2 separate regions of the Hordeum vulgare genome follow, and region 2 is linked to region 1. The links are chromatin contacts, called in public Hi-C maps. All regions are on one chromosome and are shown on one strand. Each heading gives the region's core, a stretch centred on a gene start, on an enhancer-like site or on the middle of the called end of the contact. The rest is flanking DNA. Distances are from core to core; before and after follow the strand shown. Region 1 holds the start of LOC123448808 (protein SUPPRESSOR OF QUENCHING 1, chloroplastic). Region 2 holds the start of LOC123446550 (calcium-binding protein CP1).

Region 1 (4,236 bases), core at 1,189-3,688:
CAATTGAGATTATATCAGCATGGTTGCAGATTTACCAAAGTCACTCGATTGAATCCATCATGTATATATATTTTCCACAGTCAGAAGATCACAATTTTTAAACGCTTCATAACAGGGTTGTGCATGTGATATGCAAGATAAATTACCTCATCCGTGTCAACACCTAAGTTCTTAGATGCTGCAAGGAAAATGTCTGGAGCCGGCTTTAAATTTTCAAAAGCATCAGCGGAAACAATAGCATCAAATCTGAAATTGGGAAAAGGTTCATCAAGGCCAACTAGCAAATGGAGGATAAAAATTAATTCAATAGTCTATCTTCAGATTTATCTGAAGTCAGTAAAAATTGTTCAGAACAAGTTTAAAATAGTATCGGTCATACTTTCTGCAGACTATGATTAACAGTTCTAAAGTGGTAAAGCAATTGATGTGTTAACCAATAAAGGAATCGAAATTATGAAATTCTAGGATGCAAGAAATTTTTTGAAAATTTATAGGCCCAACTCCACTGAGGCAGTACAGCATAATAGTAACAACAAAAATTTCGGTGTCATTCCAATCAGAACTTTAGTACAACTATGAGATTCAAAACTCAATAGAAGTTTATGAACATGGTCTTGGAATTCAAATAAAAGGAGACACTTACAGCGATACAGGCAAACCAGCAGCTGCCAGATTCGCGTCAACCTTAACCCTATCAGCGCTAGATGCAACAGCGACCTTCAGACCTGCGTTTTTGCACTATACTGACAAAGCAATAATCACTTCCTAACACCATGAGGCTAACACAAATATAAATTCAGAAACTGCAAATACCTCCATGATGAGTTCCAGAGCCCCAGGGAACCCAATTCCAGAATTTGGTTTAGCATACTGCAGAACAGAACATAATATTTTAGCATGGTGCAATCAAACTGAAATGGAGAATAGAAGAAACAGATTGCACAACAAATTTAAACCTTCTCAAGGTATATCTCAAAAAAGCGCTTCTTGGCGCTTTCAGTACTGAAATCTTTCACTCCTTTCACCCTGGCAACACCTCCAAGGAAATTGGCCTCACCTATATCATTTTATCCACATTGGAAGCAAGCAGAAAAAAATGAAGCTGATAATAATTCCTTTATTGTGCAACTCAGATCATGCAAAAAAAGTAACGAGAGAAGAAAATGTACACAATTAAATGTTTGATAATTGGTATCATGTCCACCAATGCAGGGATTGGTAGAACATTTATGCTTATAGCTAGAGCTAACATACTCTCAAGAGTACTCTGATGTGACAGTATTTTTTCAGTTCAGTAAATGGCTCTATGGGCTGTGACAGAATGTTATTGTTTTAAAACTAGAAAACTAATTTGCGAGGGATCATGGTTACTGTCAAATAAGCATATAACCAATTAGTGGCCAATGAAAATACCAAGGAATCATAATGATCCTTACAGACTGCCGAATAACACAAATTAGAAAACTTAAGAAGCACGGAACTTGGTTCGAGCATACTGTTCAATTATTCTGCTGCGGAAGTGGTGTACAATGTACTATCAAGCCAGTTACAACCGAAGTACAGTCGTACAGATACACGTTTAAAAACAATAAAGTACTTCCTCCGTTCCTAAATATAAGTCTTTCTAGAGGTTTCACTAATGGATTACATACGGATGTATATAGACATATTTTAGAGTATCGATTCACTTATTTTGCTCAGCGTGTAGACACCTATTGAAATATCTTAAAAGACTTATATTTAGGTACGGAGGGAGTAGCTCGTAGTTTTAAAAGCAATATATGTAGGTCATATTGTGCATACAGTATCTGTAGTTCAGATTACACGCAACTTAATAGGATACCAGCATATAGGATGGGATGGTCGTCAGAGATCGCGAACTGCATTTCCGATCTGACAGTACAAGTAGCACAGACAGATAAGTCACCTGTGCCCGTGAAGGGGATGAAGTCATCCACGTTGACGTCGACGCCCATCTCGGCGAAGACGTCCACGGCGGCGCGGCGCGACGGCTCCTCGCTGTTGCAGAGCACGCCGTCCATGTCGAATAGCACAGCCGAGACCTTCCCCCATGCCCCCGGCACCGCCTCGGCCTCCGACGAGGAGGGCGCTGGGGCGGAGGCGGAGGCGGCGACGACGGGACGTCGCCCCCGGCGTGGGAGTTGCGGGGCGGCGGCGGCGGTGGCCAGGGATAGGGCTTTCGGTAGAAGCAGAGGGCGGAGCGGTGGTGCCGGGGAGGCCAGCGGGTAGTGCCGAGAGGTGAGCAGGCGGTGGAAGCTTCTAGAAGGCACGATTTGCCGCGCCATTGTAGCCGTTGGGGACCGCGAGCTCGGGAGTAGGGGGAGCCTGCGGCGGTTTATGTGGCGGGGCGGCCACGGTGCAAGAGCGGGTGGATATCTGATTCTAAACGTGGCTCGTCCTTTGCTGCGGTCTCTGCTTGGGTGCTGCGACCTTATCTTGGCATGATCCACACAAAATGCAAGAAGGAAAATGAGGCGGAAGAATTTAGGAAACGTTTATACACGGTGCTGGTTGAACCATTTCGGCAGGACCCATCGCGTTCGGTTGATCTACGCGGATCACGCGCGTCCTGTCTGTGCACGTCGTCGTTGCCCCCTCCCCCGTACAAACGCCGCCGTCACGTGCGTCCCCTGTGCGCAAGCCGCCGTCGCCCCTTCCCCTGCACAGGCGCCGCCGCACGCCCTCGTACCTTCGCTGGCGTCCCCTTTAAGTAGGCCGTCGTTGTCCCCTTCCCCCCCCCCACCCGCACGCGCCGCCGCACGCCCTCGTACCCTTCGTTAGCGTTGCTGCAAAACCACCATCGTCGGTGCTCGGGCCGAGCCACGGAAGATGCCATGGCTGCCTCCTGTCATGGACGGATCTGTGCGTATGCATCTATTAAAAAAAGCTACAAGCAATGTGCAAAAAGCTTCAAACGGCATGAAAGAAGCTTCAACCGGCATGAAAAAAGGCTTCAAGCGTTGACGGAAATTTTGCTACAAGCGTTGGCATGGCGAGCTGCAACCATGATGAAAAAATGCTACAACCATTATACAAATTTGCTACATTCTTCATTTGATTTGCTGCAACCGACGATGTAAAAAGCTTCAACCGGCGACATCGAAACATAAGAAGCTGCAATAGTTGACACAAAAGCTTCAACCACAGACCAACGAGGAAAGCCTGTCATTTTTGCTACAACCAGCAAAAAGCTTCAAACGACATGGAAAAAGCTTCAACCGTTATGGAAAAAGCTTCAAGCGACACGGAAAAAATTTCAACGAAAGTGAAAAAAGCTTCAAACCGGCGGCGTCGACGGCGACGAGCTCCGGCGAGCGGCTCTGACGAGCGCGCCGACGAGCAGCTCCGGCGAGTGGCTCCGACAAGGATGCTGGCGAGCGCGCCGACGAGAAGCTCCGGCGAACGGCGGCTCCGGCGAGTACGGGGTGTGTTGTGCTGCTTCAAGCTCAGTCCCCTCACGGGAGATTACGGCCGGGGTCAATGGCACTCATGACGCTGCAATTTTCCAGAGAAAGACGATGCAAGAGATTGACGAAGAGACAAACCAATCTGATGGCTAGCAGCTGTTGCATCGCAGGGTCACGCGTCGACCGACGGGGGCGCTCGCGCCGGTGCGCCGGTAGAACGGTGCCCAAGAATTTACAAGTTTACAACCACAGACAACGGTGTTCGAACATTTTTTTTCGTCTCGAACGTAAACGTTAGGATCACTTTGGTCGCTGTATTTCAGAGGTATCACGGCATCTCTACGAGATCCCGCAAAAGAGCGTGTAAAATTCCGACCGTTTTGCAAGTTCCTGCTTTTTTTGGCCCGAAAAGATCCGCCAAACAAAGCTTGACCCATAACAAAATTACATGTGGTCCGCGTATTCATCCCTCCGGCGCTATATTTACAGGGCCGGTCGGGTTTTAGGGTTAGCAAACCCTATCCCCTCCGGTGCAATTTGCACGTTGCGTTGCTAGCCCCCTTCAATTGCGGCGACATATATCGTTGTTTTCTTTCTCCTCGATGGTCGATGATGCTCATGGGCGCGGCGAACGTGGCGGGTCGCTGCCACGCAAGCTCGCACGGCATGACGCGGAGGCTGGCGGCTCTAGTCAGCGTGTCGTCGAGCCATGGTGCTCGAAGTAAGCACGTGACCGCGGTCGGCTCTTCCGCAGCGGCAGGCGGAGCCCTTGGGCCGACTTCCATGAGATCGGTGCCAACCTCTTTCC
Region 2 (4,236 bases), core at 617-3,116, 310 kb after region 1:
TGAACAAGTGTATTATTAGGTGCAACATGGACTTATAAGTCCTTGTAAACAAACAGATAGGGACTCGGGACTTATAAGTCCCTGTAAACAAACAGGTAGGGACTTATGACTTATAAGTTGGGACTTCAAAAAGTCATAGGACTTATGAAACAAACAGGGCCTTATTGGTTTAGGGACTTAAAAAAGTCCCTATAAGTCCCACCTAAACCAAACACAAGGGACTTATTGGGACTTATTATGGTGATTTGGGACTTATCAAATAAGACTCTCAGGGAGGAGCTTATTGGGACTTATCCCGGGCCGGACCTACCCCGCGTCGCTCCAGGCTCGGTCCAAGCACGCCGTCCCGCCTCTTGCCCCGTCGCCGCCCCGCCTCTCGCTCCGTCGGTTCGGTTCGCCGCCCCGTCCCGTTCGTTCTGTCGCCCCGTCGCCGCCCCGTTCGTTCGTCGCCCCGTTTCTGTCTCGTTGCGGCGGTGCTTATCCTGTGTGCAACCTGGACTTATAAGTCCCGGTAAACAAACAGGTAGGGACTCGGGACTTATAAGTCTGTGTAAACAACATATAGGGACTTATGACTTATAAGTTGGGACTTAAAAAAGTCCTAGGACTTATGAAACAAACAGGGCCTAATATAAAAGCGTTTAGATTATTAAATTAACGATCTAAACATTGTTATACTTCCTACCTCTCAAAACAGTTGTCTTAAACTTAATACAATTTTATACTAGAGCTAGTACAACATTGAGATACTTATTTTAAGTCGGAGGAAGTATTAGTTTAGAGAGGGAGTACAATACAAGGTTGCACTTGTACGATGCTGTTAATCAATGAAATTATGTGGGTTCAAAAGAAAAAGAGTCTAGACAAGTTTCTCAAAGATTTTCGATTTTTTATGGGTAACAGCTAGAATACATTCAAAACTCACGGTTAACGAGAACCACTCAACAATCACTCTCACGCGGTCACGCCAGCCAGCTCGCTCTCCCCACCAACCAAATTTGGGGGGAAAAGGTCCCAACAAATTCAAGTCTAGTATAGCACTTTACATTCCGATAATTTTAGTTTCTTCAGACGATGGCACCAAAGTCCACGGCGAGTATTCTGGCGAGCGCCTCGAGCCCCACGCCGCCGTCGCCGTCACCAGCCATACTTATCATGGCGCGGATCTCGTCGTCGGCGACCGGCATCCCGGCCCACCCGAGGTAGGCCTTGAGGTCCTCGAAGCCGACCTTGCCGTCCCCGTCGCGGTCCATTAGCCGGAAGGCGTCCTCCATCGCGGAGCGGCACCCGCCGTCCGTCCCCGCCTTGGCGGCGCGGCCGAGGAGGCCCTCGAACTCGTCGTACTGCACGAAGCCGTCGAGGTCGGCATCGGCGGCGGCGATCATGGCCTCGATGTCGTCGTCGTCGAAGCGCTCGTCGGTTGCGCCGGCGTTGGCGTAGAAGGACTTGAGGTCGTCGCGGCTGATGCGGCCGTCGTGGTCCGCGTCAAGCACGTCGAATGCCGGCCGCAGGTCCCCCGCTCCGGCGCCGGCGGGGAGGTCAAGGCCCGCGTACCTGCCGCCGGGACACATGCTTGCTTCGGCGGCACTGCGGGAAGGGAATGGGGAAGCTCGCGACAGCCGCACAGCGAGATCGGAATGCGATACTCTGTTTGTTTTTTCTCGAGGCGGAGAGGGATGAGAGGCTATTTGGTTGGTTTGGCGAGGAGAGGGGGGCCGTATTTATAGGCGGCGGAATAGAATTCTCCAGCTCGCCAGGAGGTTATTCCTGGACCTCGTCTACGGACTGCCGTATATCTGTATCTCACGTTTCGATCTGGCAGATTCGCACCGGGACACGGGTGTTTCGTGGAGGTGGTGCACCGGGTTTTTCCGGGATTGCTATGTCAACGCGGGTGATTAGGATATTTAATCGGTCTGATTCGCGATTTGAGGTTAGAGAAAGCTTGGAGGGCAAGGAGCCGAGCGTGCTTTCTGGGGCCACAGGTTTACGGCGCTAGGTTGGACCGGCCCAAACGGGAAGACGTGTAGGCTGACATCACCAGTCGGTCGCCTGGAGGAGCTCTGGCCGTTGCTTTCGGTGTGAGATCCTTGGTGGCGTCAGCCCCACTTGTGGTTGAGTTTGTAGTAGTGTCTTTCGGAAGGAAGGCTGCTTGGGTGTGCAACACCACGCGCGTGACAGTTCGACCCACCTTACGTTCAAGGAAGGAAGGAAGGAAGGCTGTGCAGCTAACACCACGCGCATGTCTTCTTTGAATAGCGTCTCCGGTCTTAAAAAAGCACGCCGGTTTCCTAAAATCACTCAAGTACGACTGGTAAGTTGTAACCACCAGTCAAATGAGGATGCCGACGTATAGGGTGACAAGTGCGGTTGCCAACACATCGGCGTCGACTTGTTTCTCACTGGCTTCCTGTGGCTATACTATTACTGGTTGCCTTTCGTTCACACACATTCTGTGATCTAAACTGCACTTGGCTATGCAAAATCGAATACGAGTGCTCCCGAAACCTTCTTCCTATCAGCGGGCAGTGGCTTATGGGCCGCGAATGCTGACAAAAGCTTCCGATTCCAATTTGTGTGGAGGCGGAACCCTATACTCGTGCCTCCACGCCGACGGTAAAAACAGCTTTCAACAATGGGGGAATCCGTCAAGAGCCAATCTGCTGACGGAAGAGAATCCCGGACACGTGCTCGCTGCTTCCCGCCCGTGAATCCACACGATCCACGACAAAACGATCGACTGCTGCCATCAAGTCGGTCGAGCGTGCATGTGACTGGAGGAGAACCGCGCTACGTGGCAGCAGGAATTACTCACTTTAGTGGCCGTGCATTAGCCCTTTGCTCTGTCACCAGAGGACGCGTGTGATAGAGCCATACTTAGCTTCCGCCTGAGTACGTCGATGCTGTCACGACCGGCCGTGAGATCATCTACGGTCACATCCCTCATTCATGTTTCAAACGTATGAACGGATCATTCCATCACTGATTGATCATAAAAATGTACTTCATCTCTTCTAAAATAATTGTCTTAATTTTGTATTAGTTTTAGTATAAAATTATACTAAGCTTAAAACGTTTATTTTAGAACGGAGTGAGTAACTTAATTGAACCTTTTATATCCACGTGAAACGTCCGGGCTAACCGGTACGCTTATATCCAGTCCAAATTGGACGACTATGAAGCGGCACAGTCACGTCCGGTCGCGTCCACATGACACGCCTAGCCTATCACTGATTCCACCACTCTTCCATAAAATCATCACTTCGGGTGCCTCGTTCCGAACTCTAGCTCACTCTCTCTAGCTTCGTCCCCTTCTTCCCCTTTTCGAGTCCGATCCCATCGAGTCCAATGTCGAGCTCACGCACGTGCTCCGGCTCCAACGATTTGGACGTCGACTCCGAAAAGTTGGCCCTCCGCATCATCTTGGAGCGGTCCAAGATGGAGATTGGCGGAAGCTCCGGATTTGGAGCTCAGCCGCAACCCCCGCGCCGGTGGAGCTATGACGCCAGAGGTGGACCCTCCCGACCCACACGCAGCTTCACTAGGAGTGCTAGTCCGCATCTGTCCCCGCGCGTTGTCCTACCCGTGCATGCCGCTCCTCCACACGGGCAGAGTTGGGTCCTAGTACCCGCGTCGTTGGCCCATGCGCACACTTCGAAATCGGAGGCGCACACCGCCCCAACCCCCCGGTGAGTGGCAGCGGGCAAAGGAGAGGAAAGCAGAGCAATGTGCGCATCGCCGCCACGGGATGCTTGCGGATCCCGATAAGGACGAACGCCTCCTCACATGGGTGTATCGTCGGTCTCTCACGACGGAAGATACAGACGCTCGGTGCCTCCGACGGAAGAACGCAAGGCCGGCTTGCTATTGAGCAGTCGGAGCGTGTGGCAAAGGAGCTAGCGGAGGAGAAAGCCCAGCTTGCGAAGATGAAGCAGGAGCAGGATAGGGTCGTCCGTCGGATGAATGGCCTCATCGTCCACTTGGGCTTCGACTACGACGACGGCGACAGTGGCACCTCGTCCTCTGATTACCAAGACCCTCCGGCAGTTGCAGACGGGTACAACTATGTCGGCGACCCAAAGGGCAAAGGGTCGGCAAGGAAGTTGTGATCTACCCCCACCAGTACACATTGTTTATCTTTTAGTTGTAGTAATGAAAGAACTACGCCCGATGAACTTGAGATGATCTTTTGGCTAATGATTGATGTCTGTTTGAAGCCGATCTTATGTTTGTTTG

The links. A called contact is a pair of places that touch in the nucleus more often than the background predicts.
Region 2: a contact with region 1 is called in a Hi-C map of seedling, with 4 times the contacts expected there. The contact joins the promoter of LOC123446550 here to the promoter of LOC123448808 in region 1. A contact is called at or near these places in 3 of 6 Hi-C or Micro-C datasets (leaf and seedling) and 1 of 1 datasets of contacts at active chromatin or transcription factors (embryo).

What each region holds. Positions count from the first base shown.
Region 1 is chr4H:423,416,034-423,420,269 of MorexV3_pseudomolecules_assembly, forward strand. LOC123448808 (protein SUPPRESSOR OF QUENCHING 1, chloroplastic) reads right to left here and starts at 2,439. Exons shown (of 28, transcript XM_045125827.1): 1 at 1,928-2,439; 2 at 957-1,057; 3 at 814-870; 4 at 644-738; 5 at 147-246. The coding sequence starts at 2,306.
Region 2 is chr4H:423,724,182-423,728,417 of MorexV3_pseudomolecules_assembly, forward strand. LOC123446550 (calcium-binding protein CP1) reads right to left here and starts at 1,867. Exons shown (of 1, transcript XM_045123122.1): 1 at 869-1,867. The coding sequence starts at 1,571. The coding sequence ends at 1,068.